2 separate regions of the Neogale vison genome follow, and region 2 is linked to region 1. The links are chromatin contacts, called in public Hi-C maps. All regions are on one chromosome and are shown on one strand. The core of a region is the stretch at or near the end of the contact, and the rest is flanking DNA. Distances in the headings are between cores, read along the strand shown. Region 1 has its middle 43 kb from the start of MEP1A. Region 2 holds the start of TNFRSF21 (tumor necrosis factor receptor superfamily member 21).

Evidence for each region. A called contact is a pair of places that touch in the nucleus more often than the background predicts.
Region 2: a contact with region 1 is called in a Hi-C map of fibroblasts, with 6 times the contacts expected there. The contact joins the promoter of TNFRSF21 here to the enhancer-like site in region 1. A contact is called at or near these places in 2 of 3 Hi-C or Micro-C datasets (fibroblasts and muscle).

Annotation. Positions count from the first base shown.
Region 1 is chr1:93,135,469-93,138,019 of ASM_NN_V1, forward strand. No RefSeq gene overlaps it. Among named protein-coding and RNA genes, the nearest start is that of MEP1A, 43 kb to the left of the region's middle. Within about 2 kb of position 1,288, the one cell type or tissue checked has open chromatin away from gene starts, as enhancers often do. A contact at or near this core is called in fibroblasts, where this site is marked.
Region 2 is chr1:93,548,659-93,551,209 of ASM_NN_V1, forward strand. It overlaps TNFRSF21 (tumor necrosis factor receptor superfamily member 21), which reads right to left and starts at 1,271. Exons shown (of 6, transcript XM_044252406.1): 1 at 780-1,271. The coding sequence starts at 866.

The DNA.
Region 1 (2,551 bases), core at 38-2,537:
GGGTGGGGGGAGAAGCAGTATCCCAAAGCACATGATATTCCCGCACGTTCAGAAGCTGTGTGCCCATGACATAAGGCAGGTCAGCACGTCCCCCTGCTCCAAGGATCAGCCTTCTCGGCTGTGGGTACCGTTTACTACTTCTGGGTCTCTCTGGATCACACTTTGGCTGGCAAAGCCATCAGGTCCTCTTGAGTGCATGTCCAGAGCCTCAGCTAGAAACTTCCCAGGTGGCCTCAGGGTGGGCTGGTGTATCAGACAGCCCTGGGGCAGCTGCGGGTCCAGCGTGAACTAAAAATGAAAACCCAGCTTGGCAGGAATAGTTTCCTATGGATGAATTAGAATAGGGAAGGGGTTCATCCCAGTTCATCCTTTTGAAGGTGCATTGATGGGGAAAGTGTTTAAGGCCTTGGGACATGTGGAAGGCACCCGTTTTGTTTCCTCAAACTACCTCCCTTCTGGAATGGGGAAACCAGGTGATGGCACGGGGCTGCCTTTAACTTTGCCTTTGGTTCCATAAATAAGATTCGGTCAGTAGGGAGGAAAGAAACAGAAGGAGGGAGCTATCCTGGCGAGTTTGTCTCAGAAAGGTACACCTGCCTGCAAATCCATCAGGCACACTTGAACTCTGTGACTGCCATGTCCGCTCTCCCTGCATCTCCTCAAAGCTTTCTGGCTTCCTCATCTCCTGCAAGGACCATAGCCTAAAACGTGTCAGGAGGTAGGGAGTGAGGGTGATCCTTGCATTCCTGGTGTCTGTCATCTAGCAGGCCTCCATCCCACCTTCGCACCAAATTACTTCCCTGCACGTCGCCCTCCAGGCACATGAGCGGCCTGTCAGCTCCTGCCTCCTTGAAGGTGGGACCCGGAGGCGGCGCTCCCCCCGATGACCACAAGGTGGCGATCGAGCCTCAGGAGAAGCCCGGGGAGCGGGCGAGGAAAGCCCCGCGCGGGCCGCCCCCGGTCGCTCAGGGGCCCAGCTGGAGATTCCTGTCGGTTCCGCTTTGACTGGGACAGCTGCGAGAGAGCTCCACGGGGCCTGGGAACAGCTCGCTGTTCCAGAAAAACAGTGAGTGGATGTGCGATTCTTCCCCGGGGATTCCAAATCGAACACGTCCTTCCACCGCGCCCGGGGGCGGGCGAGGCTGGCCGGCAGGATGGGGGACACAAGATGGGACCAATTACCCTCGCTTCCCAGGAGGCAGGGCCCACAGTCGCTCTTGGATCGCGCTGCCCTGCGAAGGAAGTGGGCTGCAACAAGCCGTCCTCCCACGACTTGCCCAATCAGTTCCTGTTGCTTTTCATGCTGAGAAGCCTCCCCCCCACCACCACCCGCCCCGGGCTCCTGGGTTGCTTCTGTTTCGTTTATAACAGTCGCCAGCATACCTCCTCCTGGGGACTTGGCTCTGCATGAAAGAAGGAAAACCGCGCGGTGTGAAGGGTTGCACGTCTTCCAGACCCACGGCCCATGTGTGCAGAGGGAACGCGGGGGACCTTGTGACTCCTCCCCTCAAAGTTTAAAGGAATAGTTTAGGAAGGGGTGTCTAGAAAGCAGCAAGGCGACTTCAGCTGAGTCGTGGCCCCCCCAACAGGAAAATGGTATTTGCAGAGAAAGAACAGGGATCTGGCACAGGACACGTCTCAGTGATCAGTGATCGTCCACCTCCTCTCCCTTCTTGTACTGTGAGCTCATAGTCACTGTGCCCAGAAAATTTAGGAAAAGTGGTTCCCTTTTTAGAATGTGCTAGAGGATAAACTTCAGTATCCATCTATCAGTACATAAGGATGGTGTGTGTGGAGTGGGGTGGAGGGGTAGTGGATGGAGCCCTAAGCCCTGAGGTTGGTAAATGGGAACTAATCAGGAGCTTTCTGACTGCCGCACCCCTGCAGAATGACTGAAGGGAATGGAGAGAGGGGGGTGGGTACATGACAGGCCTGGCCCAGGGGGCTGGGTCCACTCTCTCAAAGCCCACTGGCTTGGCACCTGCTGTCATGAGGGGTACTTTCCCCTGAGTGTCCACAGGGGCAGAGCTGTGTCTAGGTGCCACTTCGAAGAAAGGGACACCTGGAACTCTGCCACACAGACCCATGTGATGCCAGGAAAGCCTTCCTCAGAGCAGGGCTCCCCTGGGAACGCTCTAATCACACTTGTGAAATTTTCCTGCTTCCCCAAACTGTCATCCTCCAGGACCATCTGGTCTCCAGGCTGGAGCTCAAAGGGCCTGGAAGGCTTTGCAGCTGGAAGTTGACCTGCAGGGGAGCCCCTGGGCTTCTGAAGGCCCCTGGGGTTCTGGGACTGGTCTGGGCCTTCCTATACTCATGCAACAGCAGGGATCCCCTGTGCCCCATCTGGGCTGTGTGCGTGAGGGGCTGAGTCGTGACCTGTGACCCAGATTCTGAGGGTTGGACTGTTGCAGGAAGCACAGAGGGTCTATGTGGAGGCCTGTCTGCAGATGTGCTTGGGGCCTGGTAAAAGAAATCATATTGTTACACACAAGATTGGCTTGAAGGACCTCTGCAGAGTCGGTAAGTTGTTTAGGACTGCTCCATTTCC
Region 2 (2,551 bases), core at 21-2,520, 410 kb after region 1:
GAAGGAACCTGCTCCACTTTGCAGGGTCACCTGCCTGGCCACAGGTAAAGAAGGGATAGGACAGACTGGAGAAATTCATCTTCCTTTATGTAGAGCCCTCTCCCCCTCCCCCCACTCAAGGGCCCGCGTGCTGGCTGGCTAGCAGCCGGCGCTTTGGAGGCGCCTGAGAGTGGGTCTAAGGGTTCTTTTCTTGGCGTGCAGAAACTGGGACCCACCCGAGCCAAGGAGGCGAGGTGGGGGAGGGGCTGTGCGCCTTGCTCGGGAATGCACCGCGCGGGCGCTCCCGGGTCCCCGGCAGCCGGCGCGCACCGGTACCACTCTCCCACTGCGGTAGCATCCCGACATGACACTGCAGCTGCAACAAAGCGGCGGCCGCCGCCAGACCTCGCAGCCCCGCACCGCAGCTCCGGCCCCGCACCACGCGGAGTGGGCAGCGGCCGGTGGTTGTGGGGTTGTACGGAGGGGGGTGGGGGTACCAGAGGTCCGAGTAGGGGGGAAAGCTCTGAAATGCGCAGGAAACCGGCTGGCCACCTCTAGCGCCTCCTCCAGCGCAGCCAGACTGCAAGGAAAACAGTTCGCCTGCGTTCCAGAGTCCCGGCTGAGTCCGGTGGCTCCCCGAACTACCCGGATACCTTCCCGGGTGGCAAGCCCACCCACCCCCCACCCCAGCCGGGTGGACCCCGCGCCTCCCGCAGCCCGGGCCCGGGGACCCGCCCCGCTCCCAGAGAGCTGCGCCTTCGGCTCCGGCGCGGCCGTCCCCGGTCCCCCTGCGCGCTCACCAGGAAAAGCGAGCCCGCGATCATCGTTGCTCCCGCGACGCGGCTGCAGGAGGCTAGGGCGGTGCTGCTGCTCGCGGAGGTCCCCATGGCTGAGCCCGGGGCTCGCAGGGGCGCCCGGGGCGCGTGGCCCCCCGGCAGCTGGAGTCGGCGGCTGCTTCTGCCCAGCGCCGCATCCACCGCCGCCTCCCGGGCCGGGAGCCCATCTATCTCCAACACCCCATGTGCACTGCGGCAGCCGGGCGGCCGGGCACAGGAGGGAGGCGGCGAGGGAGGCTCCGGGGGCGCTCAGCACCTGCCCAGCGGTGCGGCCGCCCGGGCGGGGAGAGGCAGCGGCCGCTGCAGCCCGCGCCTCCCCGTGCTCTCCTCCGACAGCGGCTGCGGAGAACCAGGGAGGAGGGCTGGGCGCGGGAGAGCAAAGGAACAACTTCCCATAGCGAAGCCTCCAGCCACTGCCAACCACCCTCCACCGCTGCCCAGACCGGCCGGCGAGGGACTGAGTCGGGTGGCCGCCGGGCGCGGGGACACACGTGGTGGCGCCGAAGGGGCGGGGGATCGGCCCTTTGTGATGTCACCCGGGAGGAGGCCGGGCTCTTTGTGCGATCGAACTGGGAAGGCGTTCCAGGTAGAGCGAGGAGGGAGAGGGTGCCCCTTGGCGTTCACTGAAGAAATTGCAGCTCCTTTTTGACCCAGGCAAGCTGCTGCGGAGGAATGCACTCCCCTGACCCAAATTTACTTATTTTTTCTAACATGATTCTTAGTAAATTATTTCTGCGACAGGCACCGTTCTGCTGTTTTTGACGACAGTGATTAAAAATAGCCAACGACCATGGAACACCTAGATCAGAGGCGTGCCGAAATTATACCAGTGACTTAGTTCTCAAACCTGGCTGCCCTTTTTTTTTTTTTTTAAAGATAAGAGTTTTTTTTAGATTTTATTTATTTGAGAGAGAGCGACAGTGAGAGACAGAATGAGCGAGGAGAAGGTCAGAGAGCGAAGCAGACTCCCCATGGAGCTGGGAGCCTGATGTGGGACTCGATCCCGGGACTCCAGGATCACGCCCTGAGCCGGAGGCAGTCGTCCAACCAACTGAGCCACCCAGGCGTCCCTGGCTGCCCTTTTGAATAACCTAGAGGGTTGAAAGCATATGTATGTATGAATAGACCCACCCCAGAGATTCTGATTTAATCGAAAATGGGGTGTGGTCTGAGCATCGGGATTTTTAAAGGTTCTCGGGGTGATTTTTAATATAGAGCGAAGTTTGAAAACTTCTAGGCTAATAAATGCAGTTAAGGAAACCCAGACTGAGAGTTCCAAACTCAGAGGCCCTGGAATTGGGTCCGTGGGTGGTCTTCAAGAGGCCTTGGAAATCCTTGAAATGTATGGGCAGGTGCACCTTTCTAATTAAGGATCCAGTGTTTTGAATCTGATTATCACAGAGATTTAAAAAAAAATTCTTCTCCCCAAACAGTGTTAAAAATTTTTGAGTTGAGTTTCAAATGCCTTTGTGGGTTGTGGGCGGGTGGAAAGTACGTTAGCACACTGCTTCGGAAGTAAGAACAACCAGAACATTATCCTGGCTGGTTGACATCTCCTACATTTTCTGAGCTAGAACCTGACATCCTTTTCTTTGTTTCACCTGCAGGGAGTCAGTCCCCTCACCGTGACTACCATGTCTGGGACAGTGGTGTCTATCATCTAGCTTCTGACTATTCAGAGTATGCTATATTGAAATTACCAGTTTCACCATGTCGGTTCCCCAGTCCTTCGTCAG